3 separate regions of the Sus scrofa genome follow, and regions 1 and 2 are each linked to region 3. Evidence: chromatin contacts called from public HiChIP or PLAC-seq data. All regions are on one chromosome and are shown on one strand. Each heading gives the region's core, a stretch centred on a gene start, on an enhancer-like site or on the middle of the called end of the contact. The rest is flanking DNA. Distances are from core to core; before and after follow the strand shown.

Region 1 (4,656 bases), core at 1,859-4,358, 120 kb before region 3:
TCCTAGGTGGAAGTAGTAAAGGAAATGCTATGTGATTTTAGTAATTCACTGTACAAGCGATAAAGACATCAAATATGTTTCAAAACAGACTCATAGATAAAGAGAGCAAATTAAGAGCTCCTGTCGTGGCTCAGCAGAAATGAATCTGACTAGCATCCATGAGGACGCAGGTTCAATCCCTGGCCTCACTCAGTGGGTTAAGGATCTGGCGTTGCTGTGAGCTGTGGTTTAGGTTGCAGATTCGGCTCAGGTCAAATCTGATGTTGCTGTGGCTGTGGCTGGCAGCTACATTTTTGATTCCACCCCTAGCCTGGGAGCCTCCACATGTTGTGGGTGTGGCCCTAAAAAGACAAAAAAATAAAAAAAGAGAGAGCAAACTCGTGGTTACCAGTGGGGAGTGGGCAGTGCTACTGGCAATACTATTGGGTATAAGAAAGGCTACAGGGATGTATTGTACCACATGGGGAATCTAGCCAATATTTTGTCAAAACTGTAAATGGAGTGTAGCCCATAAAAACTGCATTAAAAATGCTTCAAAAAAAGTTGAGCGTTTTCTCAAAGTTATCCACAGATTACTTGCATTGGAATCATTTAAAATACTTGCTAAAAATGTTCCTTTCTGATTCTATATCCAGACCCATTGGTCCTGAATGTCTGGTAGTGGGGCCAGGAATCTGCTTTTTTTAGTGTTTTAAAACAATGTTTTATTATTTCTCTTGATTCTGTGGGTTGACTGGGCAGTTCTGCTGATAAAGCCTAGACATACTCATGTGTTACATTCAGCTAACAAATTGATTAAGGGGGAGGCGCAGCTGAGACAGCTTAAATGGCTGATTTTTAGTCCCAGGCTCCTTCATAGCATCATGAAGAGTTGTAAGACGGTGAAGATGGAACTTTTGCTGTGATCTACTAGCCAAAGTAAGTAACAAGGCAAGCCAAGATTCAAGGTGAGCAAGAGACTCCATGTCTGGACAGGAGGGAATCTGCTTTTTTTTTTTTTTTTTTTTTTTTGTCTTTTTCTAGGGCCACACTTGCGGCACTTGAGATTCTCGGGCTAGGGGTCAAATGGGAGCTAGAGCCGTAGGCCTACGCCACAGCCACAGCAACCGGGGAACCGAGCTGCGTCTGCAACCTACACTGCAGGTCACGGCCACGCTGTATGCCACTGAGCGAGGCTAGGAATCGAAACCCCAACCTCATGGTTCCTAGTCGGATTCCTTAACCACTGAGCCACGAGGGAACTCTGGAATCTGCATTTTTAACATAGGCTTCTCAATTGACTCATGCTCACTGGGGTTAAGTGTCAATTATTCATTTACCAAATATATGTCAGAGCTGTGTTCCTTTGCATTTGCTGCAAATCTCTATTGCTGCCACTTAAATTTCTATGTATGTAAATGTTTTTCTGTCTTTCAGAAATTTCTGAAATGGTAATGTGCTTACATACTCTATGGAGATGGAATCACTGGCGCTCAGAATGGTAGCAGAGTTTGTGAAAAAGGTGGAATTTGAGGTGCTTGAAAGGTGAATAGGCAATGGAAGGGTACCTTTCTGGGTTGGAATTTGAGGTGCTTGAAAGGTGAATAGGCAATGGAAGGGTACCTTTCTGGGTTTTTTTTGTTGTTGTTGTCTTTTTGCCATTTCTAGGGCCGCTCCTGCGGCATATGGAGGTTCCCAGGCTAGGGGTTGAATCGGAGCTGTAGCCTCCCGCCTACGCCAGAGCCACAGCAATGCGGGATCCGAGCTGCATCTGCAGCCTACACTACAGCTCATGGCAACGCCAGATCCTTAACCCACTGAGCAAGGGCAGGGACCGAACCCGTAACCTCATGGTTCCTAGTCGGATTCGTTAACCACTGCGCCACGACAGGAACTCCTGTTTTGTTTTTTTTTTTTTTTTTTTTTTTTTTGACCCACAGCTTGCAGCTACTTGATGTGGGACATCAATTCCCAGACCAGGGACTGAATCTGGGCCACAGCAGTGAATGCGCCTGAGTCCTAACAGCTAGATCACCAGGGAACTCCCTGGAAGAGAGGGGATGGAGCTTGTAAGACCCCAGATGTGAATTTTTACTCGTAAGTTTAGGAGTCAGTAGCTGGTGCACAAGGCTTATAAAAGGTGAAAGTGGGTGGGGGTGGACTATGGAGAGTAGGGGAGAGTGACATGATGAAAATGACATTTCACAATAACCAACTTGGCATTTGCAATGGCAGTTAAAAATGAGTAGCTCACTACCCTGCACATTAACCCAACTTGTAATTCCAAAAGGCCAGGACCTCTACCCAGCGACAGTTGAGGCGAATTCTATTTTAGAACACATAGAAACAAAACAGTGTAGTTTGTCCTGATCATTAAAGAATTCATTTAAAATCCAGCCTTAAGATATAGTTGACATGACAAAATCAGATTCTTAGTAGTGGCACAAAGTTAGGTGACTCCATACTGTAACCCCAGTCACTGTCTCAAGGCCTCAGGTCAGTCATTCCGCTTTTTCTAACACCGCCGGTCACTTATGTATTGTTATGTACCAAGCTTTCTGCACTCTCATTTAATCTATAAGGTAGAGATTATGCCCATTTTGCTTGTGAGAAGACTGCCTTAGAGAGACGGGGTTCGCGGGTCACAGCCTGGAGGCTGCAAACTAAAAACGTAAATCTGGGGCAGGAACAGAGAACTGTGCGGATGGTGGGGGGAGAAACGAGCTCCACGTGGCTCAGGAAGGATCCGCCGCGTGGAGAAGGAAATAGGAATGGTGACTCTGCTCCCTCTTTTCAGAATTCTGCGGGGCCCTACGGCGAGTGAAGAGGAAACCTTCTGGCTCTTTGCCTGACTCGTCTGTCAACGTCTCTCTTCGGCGCTTTTCCAAAATCACAGTATTTCATTGGTGAGATTGGAGAGGATGGGTAAATATGATTGGTTAGTTGGACCTCGAACCAGGCCCACGCCCCTAGGATCATGCCAGTAGTGGGCGGGATTTGAAACTGAGTCCCTCGTTTCATTGGTGAAGAGAAAAAGAACCAGGAACTATCCGAGGTCATGATTGGCTGTTGCCAGGAGCCTTATGGGCCTGGTTACGGAAGCCCGGAAGAACTGAGGGCTCTTTCCACCTCGAGGAAGTTAGCGGCGGAAACCGGGTTAGCGGTGGAGAAGAGATATTGGAGACCCAATGGCGACTGTGGAAGCCAGCGGCAGCGATGGGCAAGGGGTCGAGACCTCCGTCACCTATTACCGGTTGGAGGAGGTGGCGAAGCGCAACTCCCCGAAAGAGCTATGGCTGGTTATCCATGGCCGAGTCTACGATGTCACCCGCTTCATGAACGAGGTGAGGCCCGGGAGGTGGGCAGCGAGGGGTGGTCGGGCCCGAAAACGCTGCTAGGGTCGTGTATAGGAGGGAAGTGAGGCCTGGCTGTCTGCGACCAGGCGTACGAAAGCGACCACGAGACGGAGACTGGGGAGGCCTGGTCGGTATGCAATTCTGGTGTCTTCAGTGATATAATGCGCTGCGTGTCACACATCGAGCACTTTCTGTCTGCTAGGCTAAACTCTTGAGTCGTCGTTATCCCCATTTTACAGAAAGGGAAGCAGCCTCACAGATTCTCGTTTAACAGAGCCATTTGAAGGCTCTAGAGCCTTTGCTCCTCGCCCTGTACTTTGTGAAGTAATACCATGTTTGGTCTTCGTTTTCTTAAGAAGCTGAGATTTCTCCCCACCCTCCCATCCCTCCATTATGCCGCCTTTATTTTTTTTTTTCTATTTTGAGTTGACCTTGAGGCCGGAGGTTGTGAGTTGGTTTTTTTTTTTGGCCATTGATTTAGGTCTGTCACCCTCTTTTGTAAAGTCTGTTGTGTCAGGTTCTACAAATTCTCCTTGAGACCCTCCCTGGTATAACTCTTTCTTTCTTAAAGGAAACAGACTTCTCTCTCTCTCTTTTTTTTTTTTTTTTTTTTTTTTTTTTTACTTTTTAGGACCACACTCTCAGCATATGGAGGGTCCCAGGCTAGGGTTGAATCGGAGCTGCAGCTGCTGGCCTACACCACAGCCACTGCAGGATCCAAGCTGCATCTGTGACCTATACCACAGCTCAGGGCAACGCCAGATCCTTAACCCATTGAGCGAGGCCAGGGATGGAACCTGCAACCTCTTGGTTCCTAGTCGGATTCGTTTCTGCTGAGCTGCAACTGGAACTCCCAGACTTCTCATTTTTTTAAACTCTATTTTGAGGTGTGATTTACATAGAGTACATTGTGTTCCTTTAAAGTGTACAGCTTGTTGAGTTTTGAAAAATGTATTCACCCAAGTAATAAATCCGCTCCAGTTAAGAAAACATTTCTAGGAGTTCTCGTCGTGGCACAGTGGAAACGAATCCAACTAGAAACAGTGAGGTTTTGGGTTTGATTCCTGGCCTTGCTCAGAGGGCTAAGGATTGAGCTTTGCCTTATGCTGTGGTGTAGGTTACAGACTCAGCTCCGATCTGGCGTTCCTGTGGCTCTGGCATAGGCCCGCGGCTGCAGCTCAAATTGGACCCCTAGCCTGGGAACCGAAATATGCCACGGGTGCGGCCCTAAAAGACAAAAAAGAAAGAAAGAAAGCATTTCCACTACTCTATTTTTAATTTCCTTTTTTCTCCTTTGTGGTCATTCCCCTCCAAATCCCTG
Region 2 (4,960 bases), core at 415-2,914, 85 kb before region 3:
GGTTCTCGCACACTTGGTCATGACATAATGGAGTAATTTTAGGGGGTTTCTGGCTGACTTTTATGTCAGGGATATGGGTAAACTTTTAAAGCTTTTATCTTTAGAAAATGTTGCAAATGGATTATAAGATGCCACTTTAAGACAGTCTATTGAAGGAAAAATCTTTGGTGTGTAACGGAAGTGGTGTGGCTTTTGATGCTCCTATTTGAAGGCAAGGGAGGGTTGCTTTGAATAAAAGTTGATATGTAATTGCTGTGATGATTAAGTTGCATGATCACATGGGGCCACCCTGAGGTAGAAAGGACAAAGGAGTATTGAGGAGCTGGAAAGGGAGCATTCAGGCTGAAACTAAGCCAGAAGATAACTTGGGTCAATTAAAAGTGTGTTGGCAAAACGGAATGAAAAACATCTGGCTTAGAAGAAACATTAAAGAATGACATTTGTAAGTAAAATGTGTGTTTTTGATATTTTTAGGGTAAAGATCAATGCAAAAGATAGGCTTTTCTATTTCATATGGGTTGTCTTTTTCCTGTTTATATGGGAACTTGTTTTTATTCAGAGCCAGAGGAAAAGATTTTCAGACTTGGTCTCAACCATCCATGAAATCCATCCAGTACCCAGGGCTTCTTTTCATCTGTTGCTAATGTGATGTCACTTTGTATTATAAAAACCACTTGTAGGTCCATTTACTATTTTCCTGCTTCCTACAGAAACAGCCAGGTGAAAGGGAGAGCTTGTGTGAGAGTTCGCAGAGGTTTTTCTAAACAATAAAGTAATACAGTATGTGAGCCAAATCCATCAAAAAGGACTTTTGTTTTAAGAAGTAGACTCAAGTTCTCGAGAAACAGTCTCAACTTTGCTAGGTTGTGAATCCCACCTGGAGAGCCAGTGGAGCCAGTCCCTGCTGGATGGCAGAGCCTCCTGGGGGGTCTCTGGGGTGTTTGGCTGTTTATTCCCAAGGAGGACTCAGTGCTGCCACCCACCCTTCTGTACGTGTAATGGCTGCTGATCCCAGGGAGGAGGTGAGGCGAACTGACTGTCCCCCAAATGGGGATGCTAGTGCGGGGGCCCGAATGTCCTTGCCTCTGTCTCTCAGAATTGGTTTTGGTTTCTTTTTTGTTTTGTTTTGTTTTGTTTTGTTTTCTTTTTTTTTTGTTATTGTTGTTTGGTTTTGGTTTCTAAATGACTTATATTTGTAAAGACAGGAAAGTGGTGGGGACAAAGTTTATATATACTGTGTTTAGTTCTTATGTGACCACTTGAGCAGAAGCAAAAATGCATTGGAACCTATCATTTGAGCCTGTGAAGTTCTTTGAGCAGTTGTCATGAGGCCCATGTTGGGAAATAAGAACATTGTTGAGTGTACACTCATTCAGTTCCCATGGGGAGCAATGAAAAAAATGCTTTACAGGCCAGCTATGTCATTACTTATGTCGTATCTCATGCTTAAAATCTCAAGCGATATCTCTCTGATTAAATTCCAATTTAGAAATGTACACCATTAATGCTCATTACTTCCGAGGGAGAAATGGATTCAGACCTGTCGCAACAGGAGGTTAACACTTTTTTTTTTTTAACCATCCTATTCTTTTGCCAAATATCACAAAAGTAATGGGGAAGTTAGTCCCGTTTGGCTGTTGTGCTCTGAAAAAGCTGGGTTTGGAACTTGTGGGAGTGCTCCCAGCGGGAGGTTCCAAGAAGCAGAGAGGTTGTCAAGTTACCCACCCTACATCCAGCCTGTCACTCGAGAATTTTCAGAGCTGCACGTTGCCTGCACCTTTTTTCTACATTGGCTATTTTGGCAAAACATTACTATGATTATCCCCCCCCACTTTTTTTAACTTCACCCTCAACTATGAGCAAGTAATATTAACATTCCTTTTGTGTATTCAATAATGGAGTTTGTTTACCTATTTTATTTCAGCATATTTTGAACAAAGATCTTTGTCTCTTTCTGCTGGAATGTGCACACAGTGAATGTTTGTTAGAACGACACACAATAAAGATACTGTTTTCCTTTTCTTGCCCTGGCTACGGTTATTTAAAAAAAAAAAAAATTTTTTTTTTTTTAAGTGGAAATGTTGGCTCTGGAATTCTCAGGTGTCTGGAAGAAAAGAACTTGAGAAGCATAAAAGTCATCTCTGTGCTAATCTTGTGTTAGCATAACTTGATGGGGGAGTTCCACGGTTCTTCGGGAGTCATGCTGCTGCTCTTTCCCCGAAATGAAAGGCGAAGATTGTGAGACGCAAAAATTAAGAGTTTTGCTGTATTAACGGATGTGAAGTGGCAACCAGGTAGACAGCTTGGAAGTTCTGTTTTTACTGAAACCATCTGATAAAGAAGTCATTTCAAGGTAATAACACTTGTTATCTATAGCGCCACTCTTTAAATGCTTGTTTTTCTTGGAAATGGCTGAACTGTTGGGGAAAGTGAAACATTGAGCTCGAAGTTCTAGTGACTGTGTTAATAAAACAAGGGAAATAAACCATTTTTATAATTACTTTTAAAACCTACTGATAGCCTTCTAACATGACCAGTGAGACACAGTTCGTTAGGGCTTAGTATTTTCGCTGTCACGTGAATTGATGATTATTAACAGGAAAGGAAAGTCCCATTCTTATTACTCGTGTTTGAATCTGTTGTTTCAATGTCAGTCCTCATAAGGCACATGTCTCTTCCTGATGCTGAGTGTTTGGCAGGTACTTGACAAATCCTGGTTGACTGGTTGAAAACTTGAGGTAGAAGATTGTGATTTCATTTACGTAAATTTAAGGTAAGAAACACCCACACTATCTCCTAAATGATTGGTAATTGTAAGTAACATCAGTCATCTAACATTAATTAGCTTAGTGGATGTCTATATACTCTATACAGATCTTTCCTCACTTACAATGTGGTCATGTCCCAGTATGCTAGAGAGTATCGTACTGGGTCTCACTAGCACAGAAAAAGACCAACATTCAAAATACGGATTTTGCTGAATGCATATCACTTGCACCATGGTAAAGCAGAAAAATCCTAAGTTGAACCATAATAAATTGGGGACTGTATTTCAGGGACTAAGTTAGCTTAATCATGTATAACAGCATTTTAAGACAATTCTTTAAAAAAAATTTTTTTTTTTAAATTATAGTTCATTTAGAAACAATTCTTGTATGTAGCATTCAGGAGAGGCTGGAATTGCTTTTGGGGGAAACATGAGGATACAGCTGTAATATATTTATCACTTAGGTGCCACCTACTATGTGCTGTGCAGTATTTTTGACAGCTTGCAAGCTTTTTTTTTTTTTTTTTTTTTTTTTGGTGTCTTTCTAGGGCTGTGCCCACGGCATATGGAGGTTCCCAGGCTAGAGGTCTAATAGGCGCTGTAGCCACCAGCCTACACCAGAGCCACAGCAACGCTGGATCCGAGCCATGTCTGCGACCTACACCACAGCTCAGGGCAACACCTGATCCTTAACCCACTGAGCGAGGCCAGGGATCAAAGACATGTCTTCATGGATGCTAGTCAGGTTCATTAACCTCTGAGCCACGACAGGAACTTTTTTTTTTAAGCATTTCTGATTCTTTGTGCCGTGTAATGTGGGATTTAGAAACTATGTATGGCTTTTGAAATTGTTGTATCGTGAAAAGGTGATTCAGGCTGATGGAGGAAGCACAAGATAATGCAGACACAAATACTCCTGTTTCAAGTTTGACAAGTGGCTTTTTTTTTTTCTTCAGGGCCGCACCTGTGGCTTATGGAAGTTCCCAGGCTAGGGGTCAGATCGGAGCTGCGCTGCTAACTTATATACCACAGCTCCTGGCAACACCACCAGATCCTTAACCCACTGAGCAAGGCCAGGAATCAAACCCACATCTTCATGGATGCTAGTTGGGTTCATTACATTTAATTTCCCTCTGGAAAGATCCTTGTCTGTATTGGGTCTTGGCATCATGAAATGTTCAACTTGGGAACTCCACAAGGGCTTTTTTTTTTTTTTTTTTTTTTTTGTCTTTTTTTGTTGTTGTTGTTGTTGTTTCTATTTCTTGGGCCGCTCCCGCGGCATATGGAGATTCCCAGGCTAGGGGTTGAATTGGAGCTGTAGCCACCGGCCTACGCCAGAGCCACAGCAACATGGGATCCGAGCCGCGTCTGCAACCTACACCACAGCTCACGGCAACGCCGGATCGTTAACCCACTGAGCAAGGGCAGGGACCGAACCCGCAACCTCATGGTTCCTAGTCGGATTCGTTAACCACTGCGCCATGACAGGAACTCCCACAAGTGGCATTTTTGATCCATCAGTTCCAGTCTCAGAGCAAAGTTCCTATTATTTGTTCCTGGTCCTAATCTCTGTGACTGAAACACTGATACTAAGTTTAGAACTACCTGGACGTGGAAAGATAAAAATTTTTAAATCCAGGTGCCTAAATTTCATTTTCCTTAGAGAAGCTTGCTTTCGGAATCTTTTCCTCTGGCTTCCTCATCTAAGTTTTGCAGAAGGGGAAGTGGCATTACCTTACAAACAATAGGATGATGTCCACAATAAAATCGGATCTTCTCACAAAACTGCCCACTCTAATTTAATTATCCAAAAAATCTAATCAGGAAAATGGGGCTTTCCAAGCCTGCCAATATGACCCCCTTCTCCATCTCTCTCTCTCTCTCTTTTTTTTTTTTTTAGGTTTTTAGTTTTGTTGTTGGCTCTTGGATTCTTCCTACACTTTCATCCTCATCCATCTTACCCCCTATTAATACACCATGCTCTGTCTCATGTTTTACTAATATGACAAGGTCACATCTCAGCTGCGCTTCTCTTCATTTTTAGTATTATGGTACAAAAATGTACTCACTAGCCTGTCCTAGAAAACATTTGGAAGAAATAAAGCTGATTTGTTTATAAACTGAACCATCCATGTAAACTAGTGCAGATCTGTTTGAACATCTTTGTTGACCTTCGTTTAAGTTTTGCTAAAT
Region 3 (4,381 bases), core at 1,220-3,719:
ATTTTCAGTATCCCTGAATATCAGGCAGGTCATACTGTATTTTGTGATAAAAGCAAACACTGTTTACTCCTGAAATTTGTAAATGTTTATTTGTTTGTTTTTTAGGGCCACATGTGCAGCATATGGAAGTTCCCAGGCTAGGGATGGAATCGGAGTTGCAGCTGCTGGCTTACTGCAGAGCCCCAACAACACAGGATCTGAGACTGCCTGTGACCTATGAAGCAGCTCATCCTTAACCCACTAAGCTGGGCCAAGGATCGAACCTGCACCTTCAGGATACTAGTTGGATTTGTTACCGCTGAGCCACAATGGGGACTCCTTATTTGTGCTTTTAGTCGCTGAAAATTTAAGGACAAAGTGAAAATCTAGCTTCCAAGCTATTGTAAAGCATGACCATGAAAACCATTTAAGCAGTTTTTGAAAAAAATATAGCTCTGTAAAAGAACAGGAGAACAGTGGGGTTAGCCACTGACTATTCACATATTTATTTAGATACAATCACTGCTTCATTCAGGGCATGATGGGTTGTGGGCCCTGAGCCCAAGGAATCCCTAGAATTCATAGCCTAGCTGAAGTTGCACTGTGGGGGGACCCCTGATCACTTTGCTCTTACTTAATCGGGAAATCTGAGTAACATAAATAACAGAGCATCAGTACTGGGAAAAAAAAGTCACAAAAGGATAGAGAAGTATTGAGGGAAAGGGGAAGGAAAAGGCCTTGCCGATTCTTGACTTGTTAATTAGGGTCAGGACAGCAGTGGGGGATTTCCTATATTTGAAGTTTGTTGAATGATTACATAGGTCTGGGGAAGAGGTTCTGCCTGTTGCCCCGTTGCAATTTCCTCTCCTCACATTAGGTATTGACTAAGGGGCGGGGGGCGGAGGGCGGGGGCGGAGGGGGGGTTGTCTCCAAGAGGTGTTTACCCCTACTCAGATTCAAAAGCCTTTGCCTGTTGGGCAGTGTGGGGTTTGAATCTTCTTCTCTCCAGTGAATGGGACCTGGACCAGCTTTGAAGGGACTTCCCTTGGGACTTGTTACAACAGTGTACAGTGGGGTGATGGAGATTTGAGTAGCTTCCTGTTCTGCTTTGCCATCTTGGGGGGGCTCTGAAAAGCTTTGTTACTTCTGACAGGAAGAAAATGTTCACAGGGTTGGTTATTTACTACACAGAATGCAGTGAAGAGAATTGGGCAACCTATATCAGATGTTCAGATGGAAAGATAGGTAGACTCTGATAATACGAGTTTAAATTCTAGGTCTGTAGGTAAAGCTTTGCACTGGGCCCTCCTTTGCTGAGAGCTTCTCCCTCATCTGAACCATGCCAAGTCCAGGTGAACTGCTCAAATTCCCAGGGGAACGGTTCTATAAATTGTATGTGTTGTGTATATATATATACACTCAGTAAACTAATTTTTGTGGTTTTTATCTTTGTAAAGTAACAAAAACTAAACCAACTCAAAGAGCGTAAAAACGTGGCCCCAGTGGATGCTGTCATTAATATTCCACACAAGATTAAAGTTATTTCCCAGTCAGTATATCCTGCACTCCAATTGATATTTTAATAACTATTAAATTTCTCAGAAGTCTATTAGAGTCAGGAAACGGTCTGCGGTGTAGGTGAGGATTTTCAGTTTTTGCAACGGAAACTTTTGGCCCCAAGAACAGAGTAGCAAAAGCTCAAATGTGTTCTTCCTTCATCCTTGCCTGGTCCAAAGGTAAAAAAAGAAAACCTGATTGGCAGAAGGGTGTTTAGGTTTGCTTTTTTCCCCTCTACAACAGCCACGTGGATTCATGTGATTCAATTTTTAAATCGACTTTCATCTCCCACTCCGAATAAAGCCGGCGATCCCAGCACAATCAGAAAGATGTTTTTTATTTTTTTAACTTTCAGCCTTTAAAGGTTAGGGGAGGGGTGGGGAGAAAGTAGGGGAAGGGCAAAGGTAGGAGGAGAAGGGATTTCAATTAAAAAAACCCGAATAACTCGAGCCTGTCATTTCCTAATTAAGAGTTTGACAGCCGTTTGGCCAACTCAGTTCAGACATTGCTATGAAAACCCCAAAGGGGTGGTGGCTGTGCAAGCAACGAAACTCCATTCCCCTGCGAGCCCCCAAGTCAGCCCACCCCCGGCGTCCCGGCTCTGGGGTCTTTCCCCTACTCCCGCAGACACCTCGGCCCCCCCAGGTCTGTCTCCTCCAGCGCTCAGCTCGGCGTTGGGCCCGCCGCCGCCGGCTCGCCACCACCAGGTCGGTGCAAATACCTTTTCCCTCCCCGGGGCCCCAGGAGCGGACACCTCCCAGCCTTCCTCCCTCCCTGCCGGCGGGGCCCTTTCCCGGCTCGGGAACAGCGGCCCTGGCCGAGGCGGCAGGAAGCGAAGCCCTTGTTGTTGCTGTTCTGGGGCGCACCTCCCCGCCCTCCGGGGGCCGCCTCGGCTCTTCCCTGCTCCGGGGCGCCCCCCTCCGCGCCTGCGCAGTGCCCCCCGGGGGGGCGGGGCTCAGATTCCTGTCAGCGGCGGCGGCGGTGGCGGCGACCGTCAGTTTTCGCTGAGGAGAAGAACGAAACGGACCCGTTGGCTCTCCTCCTCCCTTTCCCCGCCCTGAACCCCCCTCCTGGCTCGCCGGGAATTCGTCTCCGTGGAGTTTCCCCTCCACCTCGCCGCCTTTTCCTCGGCCCTCGGCTCGCTGGAAGTCTCTGCCCTCGAGGAGGAGGCAGCGGCAGCCGCCCTCGCCTGCCGCCCCCGGTTCGGTGCCCGCGGTCCCGGAGAGGAGGTGCCGCCGCCACCGCCGCTCCCCCCCTCCCGCTGCCCTCGGGCCGGGCTGGGTCGAGCTGCGATGCCCTCGGACTTCATCTCATTGCTCAGCGCGGACCTAGACCTGGAGTCGCCCAAGTCCCTGTACTCGCGAGGTGAGTCAGGCTGGGGGCTGGGGCGTGGGGGCGGGGAGGCCCGGCCCGGGGAGCCGGGGGTGGGGGGGTCCCCGTCGGGGGCGGCGTCCGAACCCCGGCCGGGCTGGCCTGTCTTGGGGGCTGGGGAGAGGCCGATGGGGTCGACTGCTGCTGGAAGGGGCCGGGGAGGAGGGCCGGCCCCTCCCCCGCGGAGCCGCCGGCCGCACGGGGCCCAAATGCCGTCGGCCCCCGGGTCTCTGCGGCACCCGGGGCTGAGCGCCCCTCGGCGGGTCGGGCCCTGCCACACTTCTCGAGCGGCCGGCCCTGGCCCTCCCGGCTCGCGGATCACCCCGGACTGGGCCCCGGCCGCGATCGGAGCGCCGCGGCTCCTGCTACCGGGACCATCCTCCCCGGCAAAGTTGCCTCCACACGGGCGGCGTGGCCTGGAGCCGGTTCTGGGCGCAGGGTCACCATTTTCCTCCCTCTCCAGGTTGTTTGTGCGCCGTCGTTCTAACCCCCTCTCCCTCCGGCCTAGTCCACTCCCTCCTCTTGTTGGGACGGCCCCCCTCGACCAGGCGTCCTTCTTTCCTCGTCATCTTATTGCTGGAAAGAACCCGAATTTTCTTTTTTTTTTTTTCCCCTCTCTTCCCACCTTTGTGGCGTTCGAATTACTTACTTCTCCCTCTCTTTTAGAAAGAGAGGGGTGTTCTCTCTGGGTTAGTTTTATTCCTCTCCAGTCCCAGGGGTACCGGCTGAGGCTGTCCTTTGAGAATTTTCTCTTTGGTTGCCTTTCAAGGGCTCGTTGCAGGGAGGGGGCATTGGACAGAGTTCCCCACTTTCAAACTTCTTTGGCTAAGACCTGAAGGGGATTCCCGGGATATAAAATATTAACACTGGAGCTGGTCTCTTCAGGGGTTAAATTCCTATACTGGACACCACAAGAATGTGTTAGAACAGGTTCCCTGTGCGAGAGCCTGCAAACCAAAATGCTCCCACTGCACTCTTCATCACTTTTTAAATCACTGGGAGGGGGCCAAAGACATAGTTGGGCTATTAGCTTTGCATTTCACCATATTAAAAAAAAATGTGTGCCGTTGTGACCCACCTTCTGAGGAAATTCAGTGTTTTCTTCACTTTTCACTTTGCTGTATCCATCCGCTGATTTCCACCTCCTCCAGAAAGGGGGGCTTCAGCTTCTCATAAGTGTATTTAAATCGCTTAAGTGAATCAGAGTGAGATGGTTTACTCTGGAAGGTACTGGACTTTATGTAGACTGAGGATTGAGTTTGTACACAGAGTCCTACTTAGTAACTGTAGCCATTGTCTGTTGCTCTGATGATTTTAATTGGCAGTCATCATCCTTTAGGATTTTTTTCGGGCAACGTTACCTGAAGTAGTTTGTAAATATTGCAGTTTTGAGTCTTATAAGGAAGGAAGAGAAGATATCAGAGGTGATTCTTAGAGGAGGGCTAATGTGGTACAATTGGGTGCTAAAAATAGT

Evidence for each region. HiChIP or PLAC-seq counts read pairs in DNA pulled down with a chosen protein or histone mark.
Region 1: an H3K27ac HiChIP or PLAC-seq map of alveolar macrophages shows a contact between it and region 3. The contact joins the promoter of CYB5B here to the promoter of NFAT5 in region 3. A contact is called at or near these places in 1 of 47 Hi-C or Micro-C datasets (embryonic fibroblasts) and 2 of 2 datasets of contacts at active chromatin or transcription factors (alveolar macrophages and skeletal muscle).
Region 2: a contact with region 3 is called in an H3K27ac HiChIP or PLAC-seq map of alveolar macrophages. The contact joins the enhancer-like site here to the promoter of NFAT5 in region 3. A contact is called at or near these places in 2 of 5 promoter capture datasets (fetal liver and liver), 2 of 47 Hi-C or Micro-C datasets (both in embryonic fibroblasts) and 2 of 2 datasets of contacts at active chromatin or transcription factors (alveolar macrophages and skeletal muscle).

Annotation. Positions count from the first base shown.
Region 1 is chr6:17,556,482-17,561,137 of Sscrofa11.1, reverse strand. CYB5B (cytochrome b5 type B (outer mitochondrial membrane)) reads left to right here and starts at 3,108. Exons shown (of 5, transcript NM_001159592.1): 1 at 3,108-3,323. The coding sequence starts at 3,168.
Region 2 is chr6:17,516,350-17,521,309 of Sscrofa11.1, reverse strand. No RefSeq gene overlaps it. Among named protein-coding and RNA genes, the nearest start is that of CYB5B, 39 kb to the left of the region's middle. Within about 2 kb of position 1,664, at least 26 of the 83 cell types and tissues checked have an H3K27ac peak or open chromatin away from gene starts, as enhancers often do. A contact at or near this core is called in alveolar macrophages and skeletal muscle, where this site is marked.
Region 3 is chr6:17,433,039-17,437,419 of Sscrofa11.1, reverse strand. It overlaps NFAT5 (nuclear factor of activated T-cells 5), which reads left to right and starts at 2,469. Exons shown (of 14, transcript XM_003355770.4): 1 at 2,469-2,901. The coding sequence starts at 2,829. It overlaps LOC102159050 (a long non-coding RNA gene), which reads right to left and starts at 4,128. Exons shown (of 3, transcript XR_002344538.1): 1 at 3,986-4,128.